Regions from separate parts of the Mus musculus genome. Here region 1 is linked to region 2. Evidence: chromatin contacts called from public promoter capture Hi-C data. All regions are on one chromosome and are shown on one strand. The core of a region is the stretch at or near the end of the contact, and the rest is flanking DNA. Distances in the headings are between cores, read along the strand shown.

Evidence for each region. Promoter capture Hi-C pulls out the DNA fragments that hold promoters and counts their contacts.
Region 1: a promoter capture Hi-C map of hippocampal neurons shows a contact between it and region 2, with 8 times the contacts expected there. A contact is called at or near these places in 7 of 39 promoter capture datasets (the 3T3-L1 cell line, embryonic stem cells, hippocampal neurons and 3 more), 42 of 484 Hi-C or Micro-C datasets (the AML12 cell line, the HL-1 cell line, the N1E-115 cell line and 14 more), 14 of 130 datasets of targeted methods (astrocytes, embryonic stem cells, extraembryonic endoderm stem cells and 4 more) and 1 of 9 other capture datasets (embryonic stem cells).

The regions. Positions count from the first base shown.
Region 1 is chr19:23,757,029-23,761,333 of GRCm38.p6, reverse strand. It overlaps Apba1 (amyloid beta (A4) precursor protein binding, family A, member 1), which reads right to left and starts at 2,458. Exons shown (of 13, transcript NM_177034.3): 1 at 2,243-2,458.
Region 2 is chr19:23,577,048-23,580,833 of GRCm38.p6, reverse strand. The region is part of intron 4 of 1700028P14Rik (RIKEN cDNA 1700028P14 gene); the gene reads left to right. Among named protein-coding and RNA genes, the nearest start is that of 1700028P14Rik, 74 kb to the left of the region's middle.

The sequences.
Region 1 (4,305 bases), core at 1,209-3,708, 180 kb before region 2:
ATTTGAAAAAGTCTCTCATTTACATGAGAAAGGAAATCAGAAATTCTCAAGTCATCAATTGTGTTTGTATGCACTTCTTTCTCTAATCAGGCTGTTTACGTTGGTAATTTCTAATATTCTTGAGTTTTCTTATAAGAAATTTACATATGTGGTTTTACTTGCGTATACAGAGATGATAACTTTTTTTTAAAGTAAAGAAACCTAAGCCTCTTAAGTGACTTACATCCATCAGAATGAGATATGGCCAAAGCATTAAGAGAGTTAAAGAACTAGGATTCTAAATTCATTTTTATAAGTCCTTTTTAAAGTCTCGGATGAGATCCAACAACCTCACATTAAAATTTCAGAAGGCTTGGCTTGAAGGATGCGGGGAAATTTACTTTACACTCATAGCTTCCAGCATAGTTGGTCCACATGTCATCATTTGTTTTAAAAACAATAAACGAGAAGGAAAAGTCATATGTAGATGGCCTTAGCTTTATTATTTTCAATGTACCCATGGAATAACACTTTATACTTTGCCCAAAGAATAAAATTTTTAGAAAAAGAAAGAAATCTTTGGTGTCAGTATATCATACATTTATTTGTACATCCTTGTGATTATTTCAAGCTTTTCAAAGAGGCCCAGTGCAGCCCATTTGGGTTCTGACAGCAATTCAGTAGAATTTAAGGTATTATAACTAAAATATGTCCCAAGCAGGTGAATCCAATCATATGACATCAGTAAAGTACTGGGCTATTATCATAAAGGTGCATTCACTCCTATGGATATTGCAGGAGAAATACAGACTCCAGGGAACCAGGCGGCAGTGGACACGCATACGGATATGCCATCTCTAGTGCTTTCCCTCTCTACGCAACCCTATCTTTATTACGCAGAGAAATTTAAGCATCTATAGACTCTGCGTGCTTTTTCTCTGTCTTGGTTCCTAGACATCATTGGAGAGCCAAACATTTGCCAAATTTCCTACGAGTGAGCTGTCCTGGGAAGGAAATCGGGGACTTCACTGACTGGAGATCTTATATCCATGGGTCTCGGGAAATTTCAGTTCCTAAATGGACCTTCTAACCATTGTGAAAGCCGGGAGAGTGGCTGTCACTAGCATCCCATTTCCCACGGAAAAACACCCAAGAGAATGCATGTTGGGGCACTCTTTTTTTTTTCCTTGTTTTTTTTTTTTTTACTTCCCTTTCAATCTTGTTCTTGTATTTTTAAAGCCCCCACCTTCTTTACACACCTCAAGAGTTTATTCTAAAAGAATCATTGCAAAGACTATCCAATCTTCAGCTAGAAGGTTTTCAGTACTTATATATGGAAGGGAGTCTGGTGATAAAAGTTGTGGGAACGGGAGAGGAAGATGACCATTAAACACCCTCTTCTTGGGGTTAGACAAGAGATAAACAATAGAAATTGCAGAGTCAGGCAGTCAATGAGAGGCTGTGAAGTGCCAAAGAAAGCGCCCTTCAGAGCCAGGGACACCAGCTGTCTCAAAAGGTGTAACCATTATCCTGGTTTGCTGCCATGTGCCTCAAAGCAACCGCTCACTTCCACATCCCCGTGTTAGGACGTTAGGGAAAGGGGAAGCGAGAATCCGTACACCCAGCCACCCAAGAACAGTAGCAGAACAGAAACTGTTCTTAGACTTGCAGGGTCAAAATAACCAATACTGTCCCACAGTGTTAGCTGGCGGCATCAAGTCAGGAAAAGCAGATCGCTGGATGTGGGGCGCAGTTTTGAGAGCGTGGATCCAATTGCACGCTAAACACTCACTCTTACACGGGATTTTACAAACCCGGCCTTACCCTACTGCCTCCCCTCCACACTTCACACACCAAGTGCATCCTGCCCACCTCACGGTTTCCATCATCAGTCAGCCAGAGAGGAGGGATCCTAGCGGGGATTCCTGGAAATGTCATCTCCCCCTACACTTCGGATCTGCCACCTCCATCCCCTCTGCTATCACACACACACACACACACACACACACACACACACTCCTTCCGTGACTGTCATCAGGCCCGCTCTTCCCAAAGCCGGGTATCTCAGCGCGCACCGGACGCCTGGCATCTCTCTAGTACACACCCTTCCCCCGCCTCGCTAGCTCCAAGCACTGCCTCCCTGGATGTCGCCTGCCGTCCCTGTTCATCCGCACTATTGTTCCACGCTTCACCCCTAGCTCCCGGGATCATCCCTCCAAAAGGACCCGAGCTCCGTCCGGGGCGTCGGGCGCCCGGCACTCACCCAGCCCGCCCTGGCGGTGGTACCTTGCCTGACAGCTGGGTCCGCGGGCCCGCGGGAGCAGGCGGCGCTAGTGACAGCGACCGTGCCAAGCCTGGGAATAAAGCTGCTCTCCAGCTGCTCCCGCCTCCAGCGCCACCATCTTCCCCCGCCGCCACCGGGACCGCAGCCGCCCGCGCCCCGCTCCTCCGGCTCTAGCTCGGCAGCCGCTCGGGCCCCTCCGGCCGCGGCCCCACCCCCTGCTCGCCGCCCGCTCGCCCTCGTGACGCGCGCCGGGGCCGGGCGGCTGCGACTGACGGCGGGGGGAGCGCGCGCACGCCGCGTGCAGCAGCGCCCCTGCCTCCCACGCCCACCCGCGTGCGCGCGCGCGGCGCGGGCCCGACGCGACAGTCCAGCTCGGGCGCGCGTGAGCGTGCGAGGGGTCCACAGCCGTCGCCGTAGCTGTGCGCGAGTCCCTCCCTCTCGTGGCCGAGAGCCTGGAATGGACTACGTGGCTGCCTCCCGCGGGGACACAGGGGGACCTCCACGGTCCTCTGTCCCAGGTCCCTAACGCTCATCCCCGGCCCCGTCTCTGCGAATGGGCTCTGGTCACGCTTAGGACACACTGCCGCGTGGACGGCTGCCCGTGTCCTCTTGCTTAGTGACACGCAGTTTTCCCGCTTCCCGGGCCTGAAAGCCAAGAAAAAGCTTGGAGCTTGCAATGCGGCGCTGCGCTCCTCGAGTGGCCGCGAGGGGGCGCCCGCGTGAGCTTGAGAGGAACAAGCTGGGCGTCTGTCTGGCCGCCCACTGGGGGCGCTGCCCAACCCGCCCCACCCAGAAAGCGTCTGGAAGGCGGGGTCGGGAAATGGTCCACTTGGTTTCTCGATGCCCGTTGCTAGGAGCTTAAAAGAGTCTTCCAGACGTGCAGAGGCAATTCGCCTGGTATATGATTAGGTTCTCTGGAGGGTGGGGACCCTGAGCACTAGGGACCAGGTAGCAGGTGTTGTGACTTAATGAAAAGGTGGACTGGCCCCTGGGCGGCGGCGGGGTGGGAGTGGAGGGGCGAGGGCGGGGCTGGGTTCAGGCGCCTGGGTTCAGGCGCCAGCTCCATCTGTAATAGGCGATTCCATAGCTACATCCTCCCCCCTCTTTGGGACAGAGTTCTCAATTTAAAAATTAAGGGTCATATTCCCCCGAAACCTTATAATTTTCAAGTCCGTCTTAGTATGCATATTCTCATCTAGTGAAATGAAGACAAGCCTTCCTTATCTGACCTAGGGAGAGATAAATCTATCATTATACAGTATTTCCATATTAAGCACAGTATCTCCAGAAATATCTACGGGTGTAGCCCGAGGCATCCTAGAATTCTTGTTTAGCCTTAAAATTCACATGAATTTCTGCATTCTACTTCGTAATTAGTTTCTTGGCTTTGACAAAGAAAAGTATAGCTTCTCCTGTCCCCCCAGTATCTTTTCATAAAACTTAAACATATACTAGAAATAAGGGCCATTGTTGTTTTTCTTGTGACAGTCATTCCCTATTCATCTTGTCAGTAAAACTACCCTCTCTGGTGAAAGCCAGATAGGGTCCTCGTCCCTCCAGAATTCATAGCACCCTGGGAAAACTACACATCAGAGAACAACTGTGAACTTTCCAACTGCCAAGGTGCAGGGGTATCTGATGTTCCCTGGACTGCCTGAGGAAAAAGCCTTTCCAGGAGACCAGTTAGAGGAAGGAAAGGTATCAGAGCCCCCTAGGCAGGACTGAAGCCCAGATGCCTTAAGCAGGCAGGCAGCAGCCATAACGTTGACTTCTTCAGGCACACACACACACACACACACACTGGAGAGTGATGAGAGTTGAGATTGATCCAGCAAGACCAGGGTGGGGTTCACAATGCTGTTCCTGAAGCGCTCCCAAGGCAGCTCCCCGGGAGGTGGGGGTGGGGCTCTCAGAGTCCAGGGCAGGACTAATTTACTCTGTGTGTCTGGTGAGCGAGCGAGCTTGTAGGTTCGGTGTGTCTTCTGGCTCTCAGCTCTGTTAGTCTTTGCTTTTGCTTTCCTGTGCTCCCCTTTGGGGGGCGA
Region 2 (3,786 bases), core at 479-2,978:
CTGGTTGATTACTGGTTGATTATGGGAATGAGATAACTTCAAGTTGATTCCTTGCCTCCCAGCTTAGGTAGCCCGAGGAGGATGAGGCCATTTGCTGTGGCAGCATCTCAGTCAGGTGACTGAGACTGGAGAACAGACAGACTCATGCTCAGTTGCTAATATCAGTATCAAAGCTGCTTCCTTTCCCCAAGCTTTGTCCCTTTCATCCATTCTCCACCTTACAGCTGAGTATTGTCTTGTAAGAGTAATGAGATGATAACATTTGCAAGATGCTCTAGATGCTTCGATAAATCTCACCAAATAGGGCTCAGTGGATATGGTAACTTTCCAAAAATCAGGAAGGGACCTAGGAATCAGTAGAAGTTCATTTTTATTTTGTCTGGTCCACTAGATGGTAGAATGTTTCATCAGTCATTATACTGCGTTTCACACTTTAAACGTGTACAACACACCCCACACGTTTTGTCTGCATTCTGTCCTTCCTAAAGGTCATCCAAGGTCATCTGGGTGGGGTTGACCTTAACTGTATGGAGGAAGAAATTAAAGCACAGAAATTAGGAGTCTGATTACCCGTTAATTAATCCACTCATCTGTTTTATAAATATTTATGGAATAAATATGAATGGGAGGTGTTAAGATGCAGAGTGTTTAAGTGACTGTCTGAATGTTCCAGAATGACTTAAGGGCCAAGCAGAAAGGGGAAAATTTGGTTCACATCATTGCGTTCCTGATAGGAGGGGAGAACGCTTACAAACCTGCTAGGGCTTCTTAGCAACTACTGACCTTGGATGAGGATAACTGCAGATTCAAATTGTCCTGCCGTTCATCTTTGCTCCCCATCACGTACTTATTAGCTTCTTAGGAGGCAGTTTCTAAAAAGCTCCCTGTATTTGGAAGCTGCTGAAAAGCTAATGAATTTCATCTGACTTAATCAGGAGGTAAATGTGGGAAGAGATGACAAGAGCATTCGAATCAGTTCACTGTAAGATTGTCAGGGGAAGATGGCATCTCATGTAATTCAGGCTAGTCTCCAACTTGCCATGCTGCCAAGCCCGGCTTTGGTCTCCTGATCCTCCTGCCTCTACTTCCCAAGTGCTGCGATTACAGACTTGTAACTACTGCATCTAGATTGACATGCAATTTAAAGGAAAATAATGGTTAAGAATGGGATGTAATTTCCCAGAGCGCATAAACTTTCTCCTCTCACCTGTAATATGGATACCCCTCGGCTATCAGTGGCTAGACTTGTCTTAGAAATAGAATCTTCTACTGTTGCCAGGGGAGAGATTAATTTGAAATTATTTGTTTCTTTGAATCACTCATATTTAGATAAAACCACGTGATATGGTAGGTATGTTGTCTACATGTTCTAGCTCGGAGGACAAAATAGGAAATAAGCAATTAAACGTTATGGTTTTTGCAAGCTAGAGGATCTCTGTGGGTTGGGGTGCATCACCTTGTCGCCCACCGATGTTTTGCCTGGATTCATTCTCGTGTAGATATTTTAACTAATGCCACAGTGCTAACGATAAGTCTCAGACTTGCTCATCTTACAAAACACCTTCGGTTATTCTCTGCACCTGTTAAAGGTCAATGAGGGTATGTGTAGCAAACTGTGGGTGGTGGTGGTGGATGAGAGCCAGCTGTCCAACTTCCAGACATGCTGACAGAGTAGCATTGTCCTCACGAATCTACCAGCATCTGGTCTTCAGTTTTATATTTCCAGAAAGGCTGTTTTTATCTGTGCTTCAGCATTTATCTGACTCACGGAGACTGACTTGGGCTCAATAAGCGCTCTCTCTCTCTCTCTCTCTCTCTCTCTCTCTCTCTCTCTCTCTGTCTCTCCCTCTCCCTCTCTCTCTCCCTCTCTCTCCCTCTCTCTCCCTCTTTCTCTGTCACACACACACACACACACACACACACACACACACACACACACACAGAGTCCAGAATTCTAATTAGTTAAATTTGAAGCACAGTTCAGATAGTTGTGTCAGCCTAATGAAGCATTCTCTCTCTGTGGAAGCCATATGGAGAGCCAGCTTATGATCTGAATTTTTGGACTCTGAACAAGGGGAATTAAATGATCGCGGTGATTAATGGCCCCAAGCTCTGGAATGGGACTCTTGTAGGTGACAGAGACACAAGGTCATCATAGTCAAAGGGTAAGTTTGTCAAAAGACGGCATGCAAAATCAGTGAGGGAGCCTGCCGTTAGGATTCCGGTCCTGTGGCGTTTTCTTCATTAGCTTCTTCCCTAAAGTAGAGACATTGCATATGTAGCTCCCGTCTCGGAAGAGTGACTGGCCCTTTTCTTTCGGTTTCTACTAAGGGAAAATCCCAAAAGAGATGCCTGAGTCTGGCTTTGGGCCTATCAGCTCTAGACAGGAAAGACAGAGGTAAAGCAGAGGCACAAGGCTTCTGGCACCCAGAGGTCCTCAGTCATGGCTTAACTCACTGTAGGCTGCCATTGAGTCTGTGTAGACACAGAGGTCTTCCGGCTGTACTCTAGACCTGACAGATCTACCTTTAACCCCACATTCACAGGATTTCTGACACACCAGGGGCATATGAATACTCATCCTTTCACACCTTCAGAAATGTTTATAAAGGTTCTTTATTAATAATCTAATGTAAATAAAATGGTACTGCACTATATTTTTTTTTTACTTTACAATCCACTAATTACTGGACTTATAGTTTAATTTATTGTTCCACAGCAATGACCCTTCCTGATTTCTTTTGCAAATCGCCTGTGTGTACCTTCAGTTGATTTTCTTATTGGAAAATTTAAAAACTCATTTACAAAAGCTTTAACATTTTTTATTCTGGGGACTAATTCTGTCTTGGTAAAATGTTCGCAAATATCTTCTTTGAATTCTCTTGGTAACTTTATGTATGGCATTGTTTTGACTATTGGAAGAAAAGACATACTATATGAAATATCAAACTGTTAACCTCTTAGAAGCTGCATATCTCGTGTATAATGCCCGCGCCTGCTTGTAAGGTGAGACTAGCCAGTCGTTGCAACATTATTTTGCTCACACTTGGTCACTGAGCCCTTCCCATCAGAGCTGCGCCATGCTTAAGCAGCTGGATTTCTGAGCTCTGTAGTCTATCCAGCTGGTCTGTTTGTATACGCCTTCAGCAGCGGCACTGTCTAATTACTGTGACATTATTCCACTCCTTTGTACCTTGTGGGATGAGTTGAGCCAGTCTGTTCTTCTTTTCTAAATTGTCATCCTCCCACCTCCATTTTATGGAATTCTATGTCTATTAGAATTTCTTTGTCAAGTTCCAAGGTATACCTTGTATTCTGAGTCACGACATTTAATCAGTCAGGTGACAAAATGATCATCATCAATGAGTTGTCTCATTCATAAGTAAAGAATTATTCTAGAACCAACAAAACTTTATAAGTTCTCCTTTATAGATGTATCCTATAGCTTTAGTTGTATCCGTTCTTCTAGGAAACTTGGAGAATATGGTACAGTTGTGAGCACTTTCCCTCTCCACATTTCCATTCTTTGTTGGCTGATACATGGCTAAACTCCTTTGTACAGCAATCTTGTATCTGATAACCTTGTTTAGAACTTGCTTGGCATGTTCTCTGGGATTTTAAATTTTTTTCCTCTTAAGAGAGCAGCATTTTGCATTCCTACTCAAAGTATTGTGCACTCATTCTTGTTCCATTTTCTGGGCTCTGCATTACACCTTTAAAGACACAGGCTGATAGAGGGCTCCATCAGCGATGGGGAGCATTTCAGGAGGAAAGAATACTCATGGG